2 separate regions of the Mus musculus genome follow, and region 2 is linked to region 1. A link is a contact called in public promoter capture Hi-C data. All regions are on one chromosome and are shown on one strand. The core of a region is the stretch at or near the end of the contact, and the rest is flanking DNA. Distances in the headings are between cores, read along the strand shown. Region 1 holds the start of Sgsm3 (small G protein signaling modulator 3). Region 2 overlaps Mrtfa (myocardin related transcription factor A).

Region 1 (6,867 bases), core at 1,432-3,931:
GTATTGAACACAGAGCCTTGTACATAGAAGGAAATTAAGCCACATCTCCAATACTTTGAATATACTTGCTGACAGGACAATACAAAACACTGTCAAAAAGAGGACTGGTGGTACGCATTTGTATCTCAGCACTTGGAAAGGAGAGGCAGGAAGATGCTGGGTTCTAGGCTTCTCAGCAAGCATTATGGGAAAGGGGGAGAAACTATGGGAGAGAGGGAAAAATGGGGTTTTAGAACTAGATAGAGTTAACTAGATGATGGCTGTGTCACAGTGTTTCTATGAAAAATCACTTAACCTCTAAACCTTATTTACACATATGTAAAACAAAATTAACCTACAGTTGACTGCCATGGTTACAGTGTTTATTAGGGAAAAGAGATTCAACAATATTACTGCAAATAGAAGCCACACTCCTGTGTCTAACTTCTCCCACCTAGCTGTCCTGTACGGATTTCCTGTCCGAGTTTGTGTTATATGCAATGACAAACAGGATCTTTATTTCTTCTGTGTACCACCCTTTGTGCTAGTCCCACTTCCTTATGACAGTCTGAGCCCATGAATGGCTGCTATGGAAAATTACTGCTGTTACCCGCTGAATAACAGGCAGAGTCTGGAGAACACGCTGATGAATCTTATGTTAAGTCACCAAATCTACAAGGTTTTGGGCTTCTGCCATATCTTCATTGAGAACAAAGAAGAAATAAGGAGAAAACACAAACAGAGAACATTTTGTCTGACTCTGAGCCAGCAGGATGCTCTTGCAGTCCCTCCAGGCACAGGAAGACAGCCCTGCAACAGCAGAGTTCTCCTCAGTCTCTTTCTCAGAACTTCCCTCACTTCCATGACATGCTACCCCAGTTCATCCGTCTGTCAATGTGACAAGTTCCCAAATTCACAAAGAAAGAGGGTGAACACATTTTTATGTGGTGGCAACTACTTGCTCACAACCTTCTTCTTGCTAGGAACTAAACAAAAGGTTTACTTTTGTCAACCAGCACTGTACCCAAGCCACATCCAGGACTCCCCACAGTCTTATTAAATTAATGTTGATCCAGGGGTCATATACACCAGCCAAAACACCTCCCCTCTACCATAGACCACACATATCTGTGGTTAAAAAGGACAGGGAGTTGGATGTGTTGACACATGCTTTAATCCCAACATCTACGAGTCAGAGAAACAGAAAGATCACTGAAGACCAGCCTAGTCTACACAGAAAGCTTCGGGCTAGCCAGGGACAAACAACACCAGCAACAATCAGGGGTGGAGCCATAGCTCTACGGTTAAGAATGAATACTGCTCTAGCAGAGAAGTCAAATTTGGTTCTCAGAACCCATAACAATCTCACCGCTGTTCTAACTCCTGGGGATCTAAAGCCATCTTCTGACCTTTGCAGGTCATGCACTCATGAACACACACACATTTAAAAAAATTAAATTTTAAAAGTTTAAAACCAATCAACCAATCAACCAAAAAACCAAGATGAGATAATGATGAAGAAGCTACATTAAGGATTTGGGGACAGCTCAGTAGTGGAGGGAGGCCCTGGGTTCCATATGGAATAATCAACAACAACAGTAGCAGCAGCAGCAGCACACACATAGGTCACGGGGAACAGAGTATGGGAAACTGATCATTAATGCTTGGAGTCAGAAGAAAGCTGGAGGCTAACAGAGGGCTTAAGGGGGAAAAGAACCAGGAACTGTGCGTGCCTGAAAACTCAGTCACCAGCACAGTCAGAAAAGCTACAAAGAAAAAAAGATGAAACTGAAAAGTAGTCCGGTTGAAGATGTGAATTTGGAGGCTTGAGAGCGCACACCTTCAGTTCGGCACTTGGAAAGCAGAAGCAGGCAGAGCTCGGAGTCTGAGGCCAGCCTGGGCTACAAACATGAATTTACCTAGAAAGATTTCTTTTAAGGAACCGGATAGACAGACAGACAGACAGACAGACAGATAATACCCACTCCCCTGTCATCTCTAAAAACTCACCACCAACACCAACAAAAACCTAAACAAAAACAAAAACAAACCCACCATAGCCCATCATAAATTTCCTATGCATCATGAGACGGGAAGACACGGCACAATCTGTCACTGACAAGGAAACTTTAAAGCATCTGTATTTCCTATTACTGCCCTATGAAAGCAGTCGGGACCCACACCTAAATCTCAGGGTAATTTCAGGACCTCTAACCGGAAGCACACGAGGCGACCCCTGCCTACACGTCCGCCTCAGTTTCCCCGCTGCTAACACTCGGCCTAGGCACTGAACCCGAGTCTTCCAGGGGAACAGCTAAGTCGGCTCTGAGGGAGAGTTGCCACCTGCCGAGACGCCCGCCGCTGCGTCAGGCGCAGTTCCTCCGGGTCGCCGGGAGCCGCCGGAGGGGGTGGGTCTGTCACTGTCACGCGCGTCCCGGGTCGCCGTGGGAGCAGCCACGCCGCGGCGGCTCGCCGCCCCCGCCTGAGGCGGCGCCTTCCCCGCCGCCTTCCCCTCAGCCCGTACCCCGCGGCCTCCACTCAAGAGGCAGGTGAGCGTCCCCCTCGCCGGCCCGGAGACTCGGAGACTCGCGCACCGCTCACCTGTCTCGCGGCCACCTCAGCACCTCGGCAGGTCAGGCTAGCAGCTGCCTCCTAGTCGGCGCGCACTGCTGCCCTTCTGCGCACGCGCGGGCCGCAGAGCCGGTGGCCGTGGGGCATGCTGGGGGCTGTAGTTTCGCGGGAAGACTGGCCCATCCCAGGTTCCAGGCGTCCTTTAGAGGTAGGTACCCCAGGCACCCGGTCTGTGATGCAAGCAACTCGTGGTTGTTTGGGAGCAGTCAGGATGGAGTCAGTGCACAAGTCCAGAAACTGGTCTTCTCTTTCAGGCTCACAGAGCTGGCTTCTAGACCAGATTAATCTAGTTTTCCATCAGTCACAGGCCCTGGGGAAAGCAGTAATTGATTGAGGTCATGACTAAGAAGGAAGCGGTGTGTGGAACCTGAGCACCTGCTTTTGAGTCACTCGTAACATTTTGCGCATCCATAAAAACCCGGAACTTACGGTTTCCGTGAGAACTCAATGTGTATGGAAAACGTTTAAACACAGCACCAAAGAACAATCCAGAAAGATGGCAGCTGACACTGTCACTGCTGGCAAGGAATCTAATCTGAACCCGCCCCCCCCCCCTCCCTCATTTCAGAAAGGCTATCAACAGCATTAAAGGGACATCTCAGCCAAATCTGAAAAGACACTGACTGCGACCAACACCGGTTTGAAGTGTTGGTTCGTACTTGTGCCCAGGTCAATGAAGCAAACTCTACAAACCGCAAGGTGGACTCAGTCATGACCTGGCCGTACAATAAACAGCTTACAAAGCACATTAGCAGGTTTTTCACATCACCCAAGCACAGGAATGGGCTGAATGCAGAATGAATGTTATTCTCATTTGTTTCAAAAATTCCTTCCCTGAGAGACTTAAATATTTACCAGATCCTTATAAGGTGCCAATGACGAATCGAAGTACGATCTCAGCAAAGTTCAACCTGGAGAGCCAATGAATCTGTTAGGCTTACTTACAGAGCATAGATGATAGATTGCATACAGGAGCATGGGTAACATGCAGCCATACTGCCGTCTTCACCCGAAATGGAATATGGCTTCCCCACAGCTCAGGAGGACATGGAGCCCCTGAAGCATATATGACCCGGCGCATCCAGAGATTTTTGAGGTCATGTGCAATTAGGGTAGAACTGCCTCCAATGGCTGTGAGGAGCAGCTGTAATCTCAAGTCTGGGGTGGGAAGGGGCAGACAGTTGCCCTCTTCAGTCCCTCCTTCTATGAGGGAACGCCAACAGTCAAAAAAGCCCCACGGTGGTGACTGCTAGCAAACAGGCACGGCTGACTTTCTGACGGAAGTGTTTAGAGAAGGACCCGGATGGAAATAACAGGAGCTAGGAAGTGGTAACATGGAATCTGTGTTGATTACCTAAGTAGTCTGTTTGTCTTTTCAGTCACAGCACCCTTTTAATTTGTGTGACTCATCCCCAGCACACACATTAAAAATTGAAAGATGCATGTGTTTTATTGTATGTGTATTAGTGCTTTGCCCACATGAGTATACATGTACCATGGTGCCTGGCGCTTGAGGAGGCTAGAACTGGAGTTACAGATGGTCCTGAGTCACCACGTGGAAGCTGGGATTGAACTCAGGTCCTCTGTTAAAGCAACAAGTGCTCTTAATCACTAAATCACTGAGCCAACTCTAGCCCCTCAGTTTTTGCGTGTGGTTTTTGTTTTTTTGATTTTTGTTTGTTTTTGTTGTTGTTGTTGTTTGTTTGTTTGTTTGTTTGTTTGTTTTCGAGACAGGGTTTCTCTGTGTAGCCCTGGCTGTCCTGGAACTCACTTTGTAGACCAGGCTGGTCTCGAACTCAGAAATCCACCTGCCTCTGCCTCCCAAGTGCTGGGATTAATGGTGTGTGCCACCACTGCCCGGCTCAGTTTTCATGTTTTAACATGGTCTCTTCACATACCTTTTGCTGACCTGGAGTTCCCTGTGTAAAGCAGGGTGGCCTCAAACTCCCAGAGATTGTTTGCCTTTGCCTTCTAAGTTGCTGAGGTTAAGGGGGTGTGCCATCAAGTCTGCCTTATGAAACATTTATTTCAAAATGCTACGTAAGAACTGTGCAAATATGTTTAGGCTACAGGAAAGGCTGTTAGTCAGAAAGAGGAGAAAGAAAACAAGCACACAAAAAACTGTTTAATGCTCCTAGGACCATCAGTGCCCAGGCAAGGCTCCTTTCAGTTTTAGCAGTGTCAAATACACATAAGACGGGACCTTGTGTATTGACATAATTCAGCCAAGCTGCACGTGTGTGAGAAAACTGGCACCTGCCTCATAATGCAAAGTAGGAGAAGCCTCACCAGCTAAAACCAAAGACTGCCATAGAGTTCTTTGAATCAAAAAATGTGCCGTTTCAAGAGCCGACAGAAGCTGGGCATGGGGGTTTAGCCTTTAATCCCAGCACTCAGGAGCAGAGGCAGGCAGAGCTCTGAAGCCAGCTTGGTCAATAGAGTGAGTTCCAGGACAGCCAGAGCTAAGCAGTAAAACCCTGTCTCAAAACAACAACAACAAAGTAAATATGTATTTCTCCTAGGCTGTCTGAGACAGAGCTTCAGTATGCAGCGCAGGCGGTTGTGGAATTTACTATCTTCCTGCCTCAGCACTCTTGAGTGCTGTGATCACAAGCCAAGCTAGAAAAGAATGTGGTGTGTGTGTGTGTGTGTGTGTGTGTGTGTGTGTGTGTGTGTCCAGGTCTCATGTAACCCAGGCTGGCCTCAAACTTTCTTTCTTTGTTTTTGGTTTTTTTTTAAGATTTATTTATTTATTTTATGTATATGAGTACCCTGTAGCTGTACAGATGGTTGTGAGCCATCATATGGTTGCTGGGAATTGAACTCAGGATCTCTGCTCGTTCCAGCCCAAAGATTTATTTATTATTATATGTAAGTACACTGTCGCTGTCTTCAGACACACCAGAAGAGGGTGTCGGATCCCGTTACAGATGGTTGTGAGCCACCATGTGGTTGCTGGGAATTGAACTCAGGACCTCTGGAAGAGCAGTCAGTGTCCTTACCTGCTGAGCCATCGCTGCAGCCCTGCAATGAACATTTTTAAATGAAAAAAAAAAAAAAAAAGGTCTATTATTCTCTTTTTATCCTTGGGAGAAAAACAAGCAACTCATTTACCTAATGAACTATGGGTTAAAATCTTACCTGAACCTTGTCTGGATTTTGTATTACATTTCAGACATATTTACCTATAATCTTATAAACAGCACTATCCTAATTAGAACATTTTAAAGACAGTTGCCTTATTAAAGTTTAAAAGCATGGAAGAGGTATTACAGTCAGAAGTTCAAAAGACTTTTCCCAGTGCCCTCAGGCCACGGCAGTGAAAGGTGAGCACGTGGAGAGGTGGGGGGAGGGGACATCCGAGTGGCAGCTTTGCGAAGCATCTCTTCCTCCAAACCCACCATTAATCTTACTGTTGGATATGATCCATGTATTTTTCAGGGATTCTCGTGTGAAGATTAAGGATGAGGGGGGCTCTGAAGTAGTTCTTAAATTCTTCTGTAAGCTTTGTCCTAGTTGTCACACACAGGTGGTCTCCTGTGATGGCTTTGAAATCGCCAGAGATGTAGCTCAGCTTCTTGAGGTAGGACTTTTCTTTTCCATTTATGCATTAATAATTTTATTTATTTCAGGGTCTAGAGATGTGGCTCAGCGGTTAGGGGCACTGGCTACTCCTCCAGAGGACCCAGGGTTCAATTCTCACAGCTGTCTGTATCTCCCTCAAAGAGGGAGTACCTGACACCCTCAAAGAGATGTGTATGATGGCAAAACACCAATGCACATAAAATAAATAAATTATATATTTAAAAAATTATATTTATTTCAGTCTGTGTTGTGGGGGGTCACATGCCACGGCATGCCTGGAGAGGTCAGAGGACAATGTGTCTGAGTCCTGTTTTCTCCCACCACGTGGAGTCAAAAAATCAAACTCTCGTTGATCTTGGCAACAAGCCCTTCTGTCCACAGAGCCCTCTCAACAGCCTCTTGTGTTTTGGGAAGGAATCACATGTATCCCAGACAGGCTTTGAGCTTATATAGGTGAGACTATATAATCCCTAGGTAGAGGTGAGACTTTCCACGATTGCAAATCACCACCCACTCACCATGAAACTCTTTCCTTCAGAAAACTGGCATATCAGCTTTTAGTTCTAGCACTCGACACTTACACTAGGTAGGGGCAGGTGGATCTCTGTGAGTTTGAGGCCAGACTGGTCTACACAGAGAGTTCAGACAGCCAAAGCCACAGAGTGAGACCCT
Region 2 (6,867 bases), core at 2,497-4,996, 69 kb before region 1:
TCAAATTGAGTATATATAAGCCAAAAATGACTTTCAACTTTGACCCTCCTGCCCATGTTCCCCAGATTCCTGGGACTATCACCACACCTAGTGTGTGTGCTACTGGGCCTAGTGAATGCTAGGTAAGGATTCTACCAACTGAGCTCCGTCCCCAGGCCCCACGTTTTCCCTACTCAATTTTAATTTTAATTGTATTTGATGTGTATGGGTGTTTTGTCTGCATTTATGTCCTGGTTGGTGCCTGAGGAGGCCAGAAGAGGGCACCAGATCCCCTAGAACTGATTTCACAAGTGGTTGTGAGCCTCTATGTGAAATTGAACCTTGGCCAGTGTGTGTAACCACTGAGCCATCCCTCCGGCACATGGTAAGAATAAAACTAGTGTGTTCAGGGTATCTGATCCTAAATGATAGGTCATGTATTTTTATAGTTTGAATACCACGAAGTGAATTTAAGGATATGAGATCAACTACAGTGTATGATGCATGAATAAAATTGATGTGACTCACTGATGCCAGGATGATGCTCTGATTATCACATGCTAAGACGAATGCCCAGCTGCTTCTCCAGAGCTTCCCGGGAAAAGAAGCTTGAAGCTAGAGAGTGGTGGAAGCATGTTTTAATAAACTGAGTGCTTTGTCCACTCAACCCAAGAAATATTAAAAACAGTTCAGATGATTTGCTTTTATTCTTAAATTTGTTTGTTATCCCTCTGTGTGTGTGTGTGTGTTAGAGAGAGAGAGATAGACAGACAGACAGACAGACAGACAGACAGACAGACATAGAGTCTTAGGACAACTTGGAGGAGTTGGTTTTCTTCCTTCACTGTTTGGGTCCCAGGGATCAAACTCAGTCAGTCTTAGCAGCAAGTGCCTTTGCTTGTGAACCTAGACAGTGCTAGTCTGGGGAGATATATGGAAGGAAGACTTTGGCATACTCTCCTGTTTGACTGTAAGTCATCACGCTTTGATCTCCTTATCAGTCCCCATAAAGAAAGAGCCAACAGAAATGCCTGCTTGTGCACAAGCTTGTCTTTACCTTTACCATTACCAAACCCCACAAACGTAATCCAGCGTCTGTGTCTCCATGGGAGTGTGTGGGTAGCCTGTATACAGACGAACAAATGCAGTTATAACTGGTGAAGCAGCCGAGTGCTTTCCAGAGAAGAACTGGAGGACTCCCCCGCCCCGCCCCCCAGAGACTGCTTCACGGTGAGGAGCTCTGGCTGCTTTTCAGAGGACGCAGGTTTGATTCCCAGCACCCACGTGAGGCTCATAGCCAGCTGTAACTGGGAATCCAGTGCCTGCTTCTTGTCTCCACAGGCACTGCATGTGTGTGGTGCACACAGAAACATTCAGGCAAAACACCCATATGCATAAATTAATAATTTTTTTGCAAAGGATTGGAAGAAAAAGAAAAGAAACCAGGTTAGCATGGCCAGCCCTAGAGCCCCCACTCTCCCATCTTCACAAACAACAGCACAGTCACACAGTGGCCCTCGTGACCCTGGCTGTGGGTGCTTCACATAGGACTATTAATTGGTATTTCAAAATTACTCTTGAATAATAGCTGTTTCACTAATTATTCTTTATTTGAAACGTTCATGCTTAATTTAATTTCATTGGTCTCTGCTCTCTGAAGTCAAATTAATTTGTTATATTTAAGCAGTCCCTAATAGCTTATCTTACCCCAGGCCTTAGATACACTGTAGAAGATGCCCCTTTATCTTTTTCCATCCTGTCTGGTCTGGCTTTCCCCTCTCTTATGAGTAGGCGTTGATGCTAAGAGCGCACACCTGAAAACTATAGAGCAGGCTCGAACCAGCTGAACCAGCTTCTGTTCTCTTCATCTTTGTGGCACAAAACAAAAACCGTTCTAACTAGAACAGGCTCTAATTTTCTTCTTTGAGAACGGAGATGGTGATCACAGCTATCTTTGTAGAGCTGCCCACCTTCTTTGTCAGTGCCGAGGTTAAAACTGAGGGCCTAGCTGCATATGTATCAAAAGATGGCCTAGTCGGCCATCACTGGAAAGAGAGGTCCATTGGACTTGCAAACTTTATATGCCTCAGTACAGGGGAATGCCAGGGCCAAAAAGGGGGAGTGGGTGGGTAGGGGAGTGGGGGGGGATTGGGTATGGGGGACTTTTGGGATAGCATTGGAAATGTAAATGATGAAAATACCTAATTAAAAAAAAAAAAAAAAAAACTGAGGGCCTTGCGTGTATTAGCTATGACCCCTTAGCCATCGGGCCGTGGAGTGGGGTGATTAAATACATTAAAAGCACACCAGTCACCGAGCACAGAAGCAACAGTACAAACGCGGTGGCTCCTCGCCGGCTGCATCTTAGTGCTGTGCTGCTGGTGTTTGTGTTAACGCTGCAGTCCAGCTCCCAGGCAGATTCCCCCACTGAAGTAGATTACCTCATCTCCTCTGACCCTAATCTGAGCCAGCGGTTTCCCTCCGCACCAGATAATGAACCCAGGAGGCCTGGTATCTCGGCAGAGCTGACTTGCAGAAAACCTTGGGAGAAACAGCTGGAGCTCAGGTTGTGACATCAGATTGTTTGGGTTCAGTTTTTGTTCCGCCCCCATTACTGAGACAAACAAGGTGAATTGGTCTCTGTAGGCCCCACTTTCCTAACCTGTAAGGTGGGACAAACACTACCAATCTCCTTAGGATTTTAGAGCACAAATGCACAGGGCTGAAAGGTAGCTCAGTGAGCATTCGCCTGGCGTGCACAGGGCCCGGAGTTTGATCCCCATTGTCACAAAACAGCACACACAGACAGACACACACACACACACACAGACACACACACACAGACACACACACACACCAAAGGTATGTAGGATAGGGTCTGGTACAAAGCACATGCTATAAATATCAGCCACTGAAATGGTTGTTGCTTTTACCTATTTAATTAGGGCTTTATTTTAAGCAATGTTAATTTGTTTTAAAAAAAATCGCCTCTTTGTTAGATTTCCAAACTCTCAACATCTTGAGAGTCAGTTTGGTTCTCTCTCTCTCCCCCTCTCCTTCTCTCTCCCTCCCTTCTTTCTTCCCTCCCTCTCTCCCTCTCTCAAGACAGGGTTTCTCTGTGTAGCCCTGGCTCTCCTGGAACTCACTTTGTACACCAGGCTAGCCTGCAACTCAGAGATCTCTCTGCCTCTGCCTCCTGAGTGCTGGAATTAAAGATGTATGCCAATTCAATTTTTATAGCCAAGGTAGGCTTTGAATTTTTGATCCTCCTGCCTTAGTCTTCTGAGTAGCTGCCCCTAATTCCTGTCATTAAATGCCTGCTATAATAAAATACAAATAACATTTTTTCTTTTTTGAGACAGACTTTTACTTTGTAGCAACCCCAGGCTGATGTGAAAATTTTAACTGTCCTTTGCCTCAGCCTCCAAAGGCTGGGAGAATATAGGTATGAGCCACCATGCTTGGCTTAATAAGACTTTTTTTTTTTTAATTAAATTTATAGGAGTTTGTAAATTAGCAGGGGGGATATTCAGAGGTAACCACGCACAGCACCCAACATCACTGTTCAGGTAAAGTAGCTTAGGTGACCCAACGTAATTCTGAATATAGTGGAGAATATAGAGAAGAAGAGAAAAAGAAAAAGAGAGTGGACATTTTCAAGCAAAAATGAAATTTTAAAGGTGAGGGAAAGTCCATGGTACTTAAGGAAGAGTAAAATTTAACATTCTCGTTGGGGTGTCTCACCCTAGGGAATCGTGCCTGGAAGTCCCCATTGCAGCCTGATGTGACATAAGAGCAGAAGGAGGCAAGCAAGCTTGCTAACAGGACAGGGAAAGGAACTTGGAACATAAATCATAATTTTGAGAGAAAGAGAAGTTCTGCTTGTTCCTGTGACCTTGAAGCGTAGGCAAGAGCCCAGCCAGCGTCCTCCCATCCTTGGGTGCCTCTAAAAATCGCTGCGTAGAAAAGGCCCGTGTTAGTACACCACTGTTCCTAGTATTTGTAGGTTACCCTCAGATATGACTTTCAGGGCCCTGCAGTTGAAACCTGTTAGACAGAAGGGGACTTGCTGTGGGCTCTGGGATCCTCCTAACCCTCCCTAGACATTTTCTTAGCATCGTAACCACAGCTATGCTAGTTGATCCTTTGAGTAGTGTATAGTTGTAAAGATGGTTGATGTTTAATTTGATAAAGATCCCTGTTGTTTCATTGAGCAGTGTTGCCAAACAGAGCTAGGAGCGACACCTGTCTCCACTAGCCCGATGTACACTAAGTCGTAGCTCTTGGGTGTCTCCTCTCAGCAGAGAAAGCCCTGTGTGAAAACAGAAGCATGTGGACGGCAAGATACCTTGTAGTCTAGAGGAATGTGGTGTGTGTGAAAGTAGCCATACTTTTTAGATTGTGGTCTCTGTGCAGAGTGCATTTGTTCAACATGCTATGTGCAAACACTTAGAACTTATACAGCTCTTTGTGCTGGGCGCTGGCCCCATTAGACTTTCTTTGAGCTTAGAACTGGTTGGTGTTTCTCAGTCCCAGGAGGAAGGCTGAGTTCTGTAAGGTTTAAGCAAGAGGCAAGACTGGTAGTTTGTGGATTGTTATCACCCTGCAAGACTCTTCGCAACTTCCTCTTGCCGCCCACAGCAGAATGCGGAAACCCTGCTGTGTCAGGCCACTTCTGCAGTTACCCACAGTTGCAGTTTGGGATCCTCCTTTCATACCATAGGCTACCTTTTAGACTTTGCTGCATTTGAGAATGTGTCTGCTGAGGTGGAATGGCTGACTAACCTGCATCTGTCTTCTCTTCTTGCCACCATGCAGTGCTGCAGTTGAAGCTCCAGCAGCGGCGGACCCGGGAGGAACTGGTGAGCCAAGGGATCATGCCGCGTAAGTGTCTCTCGGTGTTTGTACACTTGCTCCTTGGGTTGGCTTGGCTCCTCGGTGGCATAGGAGCACCCTACAGAGCAGGGGTCAGGGGTCTCGTTCCAGTCTTACCCGCCTCTTACTTTTCCATCAGGAGTCCTTGATGGATGGAACAGGTTGTCAATTGCCCAGATTCATCATGTTCAGTGAAACAAGCAGTGCTAGGCTTCCAGCAGGTCGGCAGATAGCCCCGTGCCTTTGAATTGCCTCTTTCCTGGGTTCCCAGCATCCCTTCATGGGAGGAGCAGGGGCTGCTCTGTTCACATCCACTTCACCTCTGTGCTCAGCTGTTAGGAAGAAACCTCTCCTCTCCCCTTGCAGACAGGTACCGTCAGTGAACTACAGTTTATTTTAGAGCTGTGAGGCACCCATGGCGGATACGCGTGTGTGTATGCCTGGATGGAGCTGTTGGTGAGCTGTTCTGACACTGGGCCAGTGTCTGCATCCCTGGGGTAGAAGTGAAACCACGCCTTAGACTCTGTTAGAGACAAGAAAGCCTGTTTTGAATACTAAGAGCACCGTAGACAGTGAAGGCTAGAACCAGGGTCTTGCTCTTCTGACATGTCTTCATGAGTTCTCAGCAGATCATACAAGCTTCCGTCCCCTGGTGGTATGTCGTCACCACTCGGCTCCACCCTGAGGAGGAAGACAGCGAGAGAGCGCACACACACACACACACACACACACCCCAGCAGCATCTGCTGTCATGATGTTTCATGGTCTCCCCCACATGTTACTGCCCACTGTCCCGTTGCCCCGCTGCCATCCATGTTGTTGGCCACTCACTCAGAGGAATCATGTGTGCAGCTACAGTGAATCTGCCCCTGCAAGAGTGGAGGGAGGAAGTGGAGACAAAGGAAGAAGATAATATTACACCTCTTAGTAAGTGTGATGTAGTAAATTAATGGTGGTGGATGTGTTTACAGTTAACAGGAAAAAGTTGGAGACACAGCCGGGCGTGGTGGCGCACGCCTTTAATCCCAGCACTCGGGAGGCAGAGGCAGGTGGATCTCTGAGTTCGAGGCTAGCCTGGTCTACAAAGTGAGCTCCAGGACAGCCAGGGCTATACAGAGAAACCCTGTCTCGAAAAACCAACCAACCAAACAAACAAAAAACAAAACAAAAAAGTTGGAGACACTTTGGATAAACCGGCAAACTCATTCCTATAGTTTCATCATTTGGGAGGCTGAGGCAGGAGTTCAAGGCCAGACTGGGTTATAATGTGAGGCTATATCACAGCAACAACAAAAGACAAACAAAACAGAAAAAGCATATCAGAAAAGCCAGTGCTGAGTGTACTGAGCCTAGAGTGAGGCACCACGGAGAGAGTGAGTGTTGGTTTGTAGGAAGCCACCAAGGCTTCTAATGGCTGAGGGTGGCGTTTGATTTGTGTTGTGTGCTAACCTTTTGTTCCCTGCCCCTCTCTATGGTGTGACACCCCCCCCCCTGCTGTTCTTTGTGGTCTGTGAACCTCCAGAGCACGATTCCCACCCAGCCTGACCTCTGTTGGCCGCTGCAGTAGATTCTGTGGTAGTGTTATTGGTAGGGCAGCAGTGTGCTTTACGGTCTGCGGGCCTCATCAAGGATCCAGTCCCATCCTCCTAGACCCCTTCACAAATGGCATATCTGTTTAGTGTCTGCGAAGCCCCTCATACATTACAGCAGCCAGAGTTTGGGTTGCTGCAGTCGCCTGCGCGCAGATGCATAGCAGCTGCTGTAAGGCAGCACTAATTTTGAGAGCCTCGTTTTTTAGGGCTGTAGGAGGTTCAGGGTCAGGAGGTAGGTTATGCAGGAGTAGAATGCCCATATCCCCACATTCTTCTTCATAACTTCCATGTTATACTGGGATCACTAGGGGAGAACTGAGCAGTCATGGCTCCCTGCTTGCCACTTCTTTAGTGTGGTGCTCAGAAATTGCACTTGTCAGTGTGTACCTTCAGCTTCCTGAAGAATGTCACTTATTTGTGT

What was found. Promoter capture Hi-C pulls out the DNA fragments that hold promoters and counts their contacts.
Region 2: a contact with region 1 is called in a promoter capture Hi-C map of macrophages, with 8 read pairs. The contact joins the enhancer-like site here to the promoter of Sgsm3 in region 1. A contact is called at or near these places in 2 of 39 promoter capture datasets (embryonic stem cells and macrophages), 2 of 484 Hi-C or Micro-C datasets (the G1E-ER4 cell line and the HPC-7 cell line), 4 of 115 datasets of contacts at active chromatin or transcription factors (the 230-238 cell line, effector CD8 T cells, embryonic stem cells and 1 more) and 3 of 9 other capture datasets (adipose tissue, liver and pancreatic islet).

The regions. Positions count from the first base shown.
Region 1 is chr15:80,973,579-80,980,445 of GRCm38.p6, reverse strand. It overlaps Sgsm3 (small G protein signaling modulator 3), which reads right to left and starts at 2,681. Exons shown (of 22, transcript NM_134091.2): 1 at 2,581-2,681.
Region 2 is chr15:81,043,285-81,050,151 of GRCm38.p6, reverse strand. It overlaps Mrtfa (myocardin related transcription factor A), which reads left to right. Exons shown (of 14, transcript NM_001082536.2): 3 at 4,798-4,863. Among named protein-coding and RNA genes, the nearest start is that of Sgsm3, 69 kb to the right of the region's middle. Within about 2 kb of position 3,746, at least 142 of the 459 cell types and tissues checked have an H3K27ac peak or open chromatin away from gene starts, as enhancers often do. A contact at or near this core is called in the 230-238 cell line, the G1E-ER4 cell line, the HPC-7 cell line and 2 more, where this site is marked.